Linked DNA regions of Ovis aries: region 1 is linked to region 2. The links are chromatin contacts, called in public Hi-C maps. All regions are on one chromosome and are shown on one strand. Each heading gives the region's core, a stretch centred on a gene start, on an enhancer-like site or on the middle of the called end of the contact. The rest is flanking DNA. Distances are from core to core; before and after follow the strand shown. Region 1 holds the start of B3GNT2 (UDP-GlcNAc:betaGal beta-1,3-N-acetylglucosaminyltransferase 2). Region 2 has its middle 100 kb from the start of TMEM17.

The links. A called contact is a pair of places that touch in the nucleus more often than the background predicts.
Region 1: a contact with region 2 is called in a Hi-C map of hypothalamus, with 4 times the contacts expected there. The contact joins the promoter of B3GNT2 here to the enhancer-like site in region 2. A contact is called at or near these places in 6 of 16 Hi-C or Micro-C datasets (blood, hypothalamus and tail adipose tissue).

Annotation. Positions count from the first base shown.
Region 1 is chr3:46,023,802-46,027,285 of ARS-UI_Ramb_v3.0, reverse strand. B3GNT2 (UDP-GlcNAc:betaGal beta-1,3-N-acetylglucosaminyltransferase 2) reads left to right here and starts at 1,699. Exons shown (of 2, transcript XM_060412078.1): 1 at 1,699-1,857.
Region 2 is chr3:45,832,544-45,835,910 of ARS-UI_Ramb_v3.0, reverse strand. It overlaps LOC101117403. Among named protein-coding and RNA genes, the nearest start is that of TMEM17, 100 kb to the right of the region's middle. Within about 2 kb of position 1,285, at least 18 of the 54 cell types and tissues checked have an H3K27ac peak or open chromatin away from gene starts, as enhancers often do. A contact at or near this core is called in hypothalamus, where this site is marked.

The DNA.
Region 1 (3,484 bases), core at 450-2,949, 190 kb before region 2:
TGACTACTAAGGGTGCATTTAAAGGGAAGGCATATGTGTAGAAACAATATAATGATCTGATGGCAGAAAAAAATGTTCAAACGTCAGTCTTATCCCATCACAGCCTTTAAAGATCAGAAAAGCAGCATAGAGATATTTTTATCTAAACCAATAAACACGGTTGTTGTTCAGTCGCTAAGATGTGTCTGACTCTTTGTGACTACATGAACTGCAGGACACCAGGCTTCCCTATCCTTCACTATCTCCTGGAGTTTGCTCAAACTCATGTGCATTGAGTCAGTGATACCATCCAACCATTTCATTCTCTGCTGCCCTCTTCTCCTTCTGCCCTCAATCTTTCCCAGCATCAGGGTCTCTTCCAATGAGTCAGCTCTTCACATCAGATGGCCAAAGTATTGGAGATTCAGCTTCAGCATCAGTCCTTCCAATGAATACTCAGGGCTGCTCTCCTTTAGGATTGACTGGTTTGCTCTCCTTGCTGTCCAAGGGACTCTCAGGAGTCTTCTCCAGCACCACAAAAAGCATCAATTCTTCGGTGCTCAGCCTTCTTTATGGTCCACCTCTCACATCCATACATGACTGCTGGAAAAACCATAGCTTTTGAGCTTTGACTATAGCCCTTTGTCTGCAAAGAGAAGTCTCTGCTTTTTAATATGCTCTCTAGGTTTGTCATAGCTTTTCTTCCAAGGAGCAATTGTCTTTTAATTTCATGGCTGCAGTCATCATCCATAGTGATTTTGGAGCCCAAGAAAATAAAACTTGTCACAGTTTCCACTTTCCCCCCATCTATTTGCCATGAAGTGATGGGACCAGATGCCATGAGCTTAGTTTTTTGAATGTTAAGTTTTAAACCAGCTTTTCGCCTCTCCTCTTTCACTTTCATCAAGAGGCGCTTTAGTTCCAATTCAGTTTCTGCTATTAAAGCGGTATCTGCATCTCTGAGGTAGTTGATATTTCTCCGGGCTATCTTGATTCCAGCTTGTGAGTTATCTAGCCCAGCATTTCTCATGATGTACTCTGCACAGAAGTTAGATAAACAGGGTGACAATAGACAGCCTTAACATATTTCTTTCCCAGGAACATGGACTTGGAATTTAGTATTTTGACACAGAGAGAAAGACACAGGCTCGTTTGTTTATTAATTTATATATTCTGTAGAGCTCTTAAATTTTTTCTAATATCTTGAATTCTTTAAAAATGTTTTATTAGTTTTCTAAATTATGAAAGTTAATATGTGTGTTAGTCCCTTAGTCATGCGTGACTCATTTCAACCCCGTGGACTGTAGTCCACCAGGCTCCTCTGTCCATGAGATTCTCCATGTAAGAAAACTGGAGTGGGTTGCCATTTCCTTCTCCAGGGGATCTTCCCAACCCAGGGATTGAACCTGGGTCTTACACATTGAAGGCAGATTCTTTACCACCAGGGAAACCCCATGAAAGTTAATATAACTGGAAAAAAAAATTCAGAGTCAGTAAGGTTATAGAACTCATCTCCCTTCCTTCTGACACCTCAACCCCACATCTGGGGTATATTGACAGCTCGTCTGCATGCTTCCAGATGTTTTTCTATGAATTATCAAAAGTCTGATTGTTTGGACTTTATGTCCCAGTCTTAGAAGAATCATGTGATCAACGTAAAAGCAAAAAGGACCGAAGGCTGCAAATCAAAGCTTTCCCAGATCTAACTCAGAATTCCTGTTTGTGGAGGACCGCACCCATGAGGTGAGCCTCAGTGCATCCAGCAGCAACCAGCTGCCCTTTTGCTCTGAGTTTGGATTAAGAGTAAGGGCCCACCGTTGAGCTGGCCGAGCTCAAAGGTGCCTGAAATGACTACTCCCGCAGTTCCTTCACTTTCAGGTAATTTAGCTTCCGAAGGCCTCCTGGAAAATGCACATAATTGCGGGTGTGGTGTTCTTAGTCTGATTATCTAAGGGGGATTGCTTTCTTTCTGGAGAGATAAATACTTGGGGGGAGGAGGGCGCTTTCAGGTGCGCCTCTGGCCAGGCTTACCTCCCGGCGGTGTGCAAGGGGACCAGTTGCCTGTGCTGGCCCTTTCAAACCAGCGCAACCTCTCCATCCGGTCGCGCCGGGTTTATCTGGGGCCCTCAAACTTGTGTCAATAGCAACTTAGACTCACTTAAGAATACAGTGCGCTGACAAGCCGGCGGGGGCGCTGGGATAGGAGGGTGGGTCAGTGGTCCCCGGAATTCCGGCGGGTGCTTGCGGTTAGCGCCAAGTCCCCATCTTGCCGGAGGGATGTGTGTCACAGTTCAGCCATTAAGGCTGCACCTAGGTGTCCGGCCTGCCCCCTGGGGCCGCGGCGCGGGTTCGAGGCACAGCGTCTGGACATCTTGTGTCTCTGGCTTCCCAAGTCTCCCATGGGACCTGGAGGAAACACCAAAACTCCTCTCCCCACGTCCTGGGCGGCTTTCATAAAACCGAAGATCCGGTGCCGGTGCCAAGTAGGCGTCATTCGGGCGCCTAAGAGTTAGTGGCAGGTACTGGATGGGCAGAGAGCAATTGTCAAGTCTCCTTTTGGCCTTGTTTCTCCCTACCCCCATCTTCCATAGTGGAACCCCAAGTTCAGCCCAGGCGTTTGGGCCGCCGGGGTTCGGTCTAGGACCTGTCACGAACTGACTCCGGCCAGAAGACGCCACTAGAGTCCTCGCTCAGGCGCTTAGTTTCCCAACACCGGATGTATTACAACAGGGGCGACAACACGAGGCATTTGGGTTAGACTGGAGTAGGAAAATAGTTCTTTTGAACTGAGAGCTGCCCTTTCCCCACCGAGGGTCTAGTTCTTGGCGGGGGCGGAGGCGGAGTCTCCTTCCCCCCAGCTTAAGACTGCTTTCCAGGTGAGGGCGCCGAGGCTCCCCGGAAATCAGGAGGAACTCGGAGCTCCGGCTGATCGTGGGCGCGCACAGCTAGACAGGCTGGAGCTGAGCCGTACCCAAACTCCGGGCGCCGGGCCTCGGGCCGGGCGGGGCGGCGACGTGAGGGGCGGTGCCGGGCCTGATTGGTGCGTCGGGTGGGGGTGGGGCCAGGAGAGCTCCGCTGCGGCGGCGACGGAGCCGGGAGCCGGGGCCGGAGCCGGGAGCCAGACGGCGGCAGAGGCGGCAACAAGTGCCGGAGCTGAGCCGAGGCTGGGGCCGAGCCGAGCAGAGGCGGAGCCACCCCGCCGCCGGGCTGCCCCATAGCGGGCGCCACGCATGGAGCGAGAGCGGCGGTGGTCGCCGGGCTGAGCCGCTCGGAGCGGCCGGGACGTGGATGCAGCCGCGATCTCCCGCCCCCGCCCCGCCGAGCAGGAGCTGCTCCCGGACAAGGTAGGGCCGGGCGGGTGTGCACGCTTCACCTCCGCAGGCCGGCCGCGCGCCCTCCTCTCTCTGTGGTCCCCGGCTTCCCCGCCACGGGACCCTCCTCTCTCCCTCCACCATCTGCTTCCTCGAGGGTGCCGGCTTCGCACTGGCGCCCCAGCGGAGGAATC
Region 2 (3,367 bases), core at 36-2,535:
AGCTAATGTGATTTTGTATCAGGCTCTGTATTAAGCAAGCATTTTGCATCTTTTATCTTAGGTAATTTTCATAAGCCAGTCTTAGATGCTATTATTATCCTTATTTCAGAGATTGGGAAACTGAGGCTTAAAGAGGTCAAGGAACTTAACCTGTGTGTCAAGGTCACACAGCAAACAGCTGATGGGGCCAGGTTGCCAGCCGACCCAGGCGGACCGACTGGCACTTGTGTACATAACTCGGCAAAATCAAGATGGCACATTTCCAGGGAGAGCCCACCTGATACTCACCCTGGGCCTGCCGAAGGTCAGAGGCTTGGTGCCCTCCGCTGGGATGGAGGGATGAGCACCCCTCCCTCCTCTCAGCCGAGAGTCTGAGCTGGGCAAAGAGCGGCTTGGCATGCTGTGGTTCTTAAAGAGCGAGGAGTGGAGAGAAGGGAGAGGCGGGTTGGTTTTGTATACAGACATTAAAGACAAAATCTCCGGGAGAGATGGGCGAAGAAGGCAGGCTTGGAAGCTCTTCATTATTTACTATAGCAGGGGAAAGAATGGGAGATTTGTTCCTCAGTCATAAATACTCTCCTTTGATCCCTGTGCATATCAGAGATAAATGAGTCACTTAGGCCTCAGAAATTAATGATTGTTCTAATTATTGCCTTAAATGACCTAGCTGCTGTAATTCTCACCACTCCCGGCAAAGTAGCTGTGTCAGGGTTTGACCGGGGTTGGGGAAGAGACTGGTTTGAAGTGGGAGTGATTTCCTTCAGTGATGGAGCTCAGTCTGCAAAGAGGAAATCGGGCCTCAACATTTAAGGCCAGAGAACAGTTAGGCCCAGACCCTAACTTCTGGGCTTTACCTCCTGTCTTTGTCTTCAGGGTCTTGTTGAATCCTGACCCCACTGAGCGGGTTGGACCAGAAATGTCTGCAGAGTGCAGGGCCATCGGAAAGCAAGAGGGCATTTGGTGCAAAGTTAACGTGACCTTTCGAAGGCCCCTTCCCAATCAGATTCGAGGAAGAACTTTGAAGTTTCCTTTGTGTTCATGTTTTCATAGCCCTGATCCTGCTGTACTGGAATTAGCCTGCAACCCTGCCCATCCCTGGAGATTTATTTCCCAGCTACAAAAACCTAGAAAAATACTGCAAGCTCCACCCACCACTCCAAGCCACTGAATTGCTTTTTCCTCAGGCTAAAATACAAAGGAAAATTCAGAACCCCCACCAGGACACATGCTGTACATGTTTATAGCTTCTCTAGAGTCATTCCGATGACCCCCTGGAACCAGATCTCAGGGCAGGAGCTTGCAAGATGGGTGTGCTGGGAGGTGGGGCGAACAAGGTAAGAAGGGGAAGGGTGAGAGAACAGATCGTCCCTGAAGCCGCCAAGCAGTGGCCCAGGGCCCGGGCAGTATCAGCAAGAGCCAGAGAGAATAAAAGCAGGTGGACTGAGCCTTTCTAGTCATACTGAATGAACCAACCACTGCATTTTGTGTAGACAAACATCAGTCTCAGGAATCTTTGCTGTTCCGAGCGTCGCAAAAGGGCCTCTGCAGCCCACCAGAAAGTCAGTATTGTGGCGGGAGTGCGCAGAGGGAGCAACGAGTGGAGGAAGACTGAAACAGATAGATGGACAGAGGGAAGCTGGGAATTCCAAAGCAGCCTTAGATTTTGCTTACCTGATTTGCTTTTCAAAGGAAAACCTCTGAGCAATAGTGCCATCTTGTGGCCATGAGGAGGAATTACAGTCTCTCTGTCTCCCTCCCTCTTTCCTTCTCTATCTATCTGCCTCTCTCTATTGAACACATAAATTGATCACATAACGGAAAGTAGTAATAAGTGTAAGGAAGAGAAATCAAGTGAGGGACTAGTAAGGCTATTTCAGGTTCTCAGGTAGTAATTGACCAGGCACAACTTTTATAAGCAGCTGACATCGCTCAGAGGCCTGAATGAGGTGAGGGAGCAGGCTGAGCCATGCAAAGTCCTGAAGCCTCTTGTGGCTCTTCTCAGGGCTGTGGCTCCAGCAGAAGCAGCTGTAGGAGATGACACGGAGGTGATCTAGGGGTCTGGAGTCCAGGGGCTAAGAATAGATCTCATATGCATCCCTTCTCTGGCCAGTCCTGTCATTGGCATCCAAAGATACCTTTAGAGAAATTTACCTGCTCAGGACCCACAGATCGTGTGGGGAGGCCATGCTCTCCATAGTCAGCGCAGTCAGGACATTTTCTGGCTCCCATCCTTCCAAATACAGAAGCTGACTTTTTCCTCCGGATGGAGAAACTTAATTAACATGCAATAAGAAAATTATAATTTCTAGAGTCTCAAAGATTTCCCTAAAACTCCATAAAAATAGAACTGACCCCATTTCTTAGGGCTTCATTTCTGCTTTATTTCTTTCTTATTTCCTTTTTAGCAACATTTAATTTTTGTAAACAAATAATATGTATTCATAGTTCAAAAGTCAATAGTGTTGGGTTAGGGTTGTTTGTAATACAAAAGAGCATCCTTCCTACCTCCTAGCCCCTTTCTCCAGAGGCAAGCACATCTAGTACTTTTGGGTATGTCTTCCCCTATTTGAGAATTTGACTTTTTTTTTTAATTGGTGGAAAATTGCTTTATAATTTTGTTTTAGTTTCTGTCATACAACAACGTGAATCAGTCATAATTATATAGCTATCCCTTCGCTCCTGAACCTTGCCTGCTTACCCCCATCGTGTCCCTTTAGGTAGTCACACAGTGCCAGACTGGGCTCCCTGTGTTACTTAGCAACTTCCCACTAACGATCTATTTTACGTGATGATGTCAATGCCACTTTCTCAATTCGTCCTACCCTCACCTTCCCCGCTGTGCCTACAAGTCTGTTCTCTGAGGTTCATCAGCACCATTTTTCTAGCTTCCAGGTATGTATATACACACACACACACATATATATATATGTTAATACACACTACTTATTTTTCTCTTTTTTACTTACTTCACTCTGTGTAAGAGGCTCTAGATTCATCCACCTCATTGCAACTGACTCAAATTCGTTCCTTTTGATGGCTGAGTAATAATCCATTGTATAAATGTACCGCAACTTCTTTATCCATTCATCTTTCCATGGACATTTAGGTTGCTTCTATGTCCTGGCTACTGTGAATATTGCTGCAATGAACACTGGGGTACATATGTCTTTTAGAATTGTGGTTTTCTCAGGGTATATGCCAGTAGTGGGATTGCTGGGTCGTATGGTAGATTTATTTCTAGTTCTTAAAGGAATCTCCATACTGTTTTCCATAATGGCTATATCAGTTTATATTCCTACCAACAGTGCAGGAGGGCTTCTTTTTATCCACATCCTCTCCAGCATTTATTGTTTGCAGATTTTTTGAT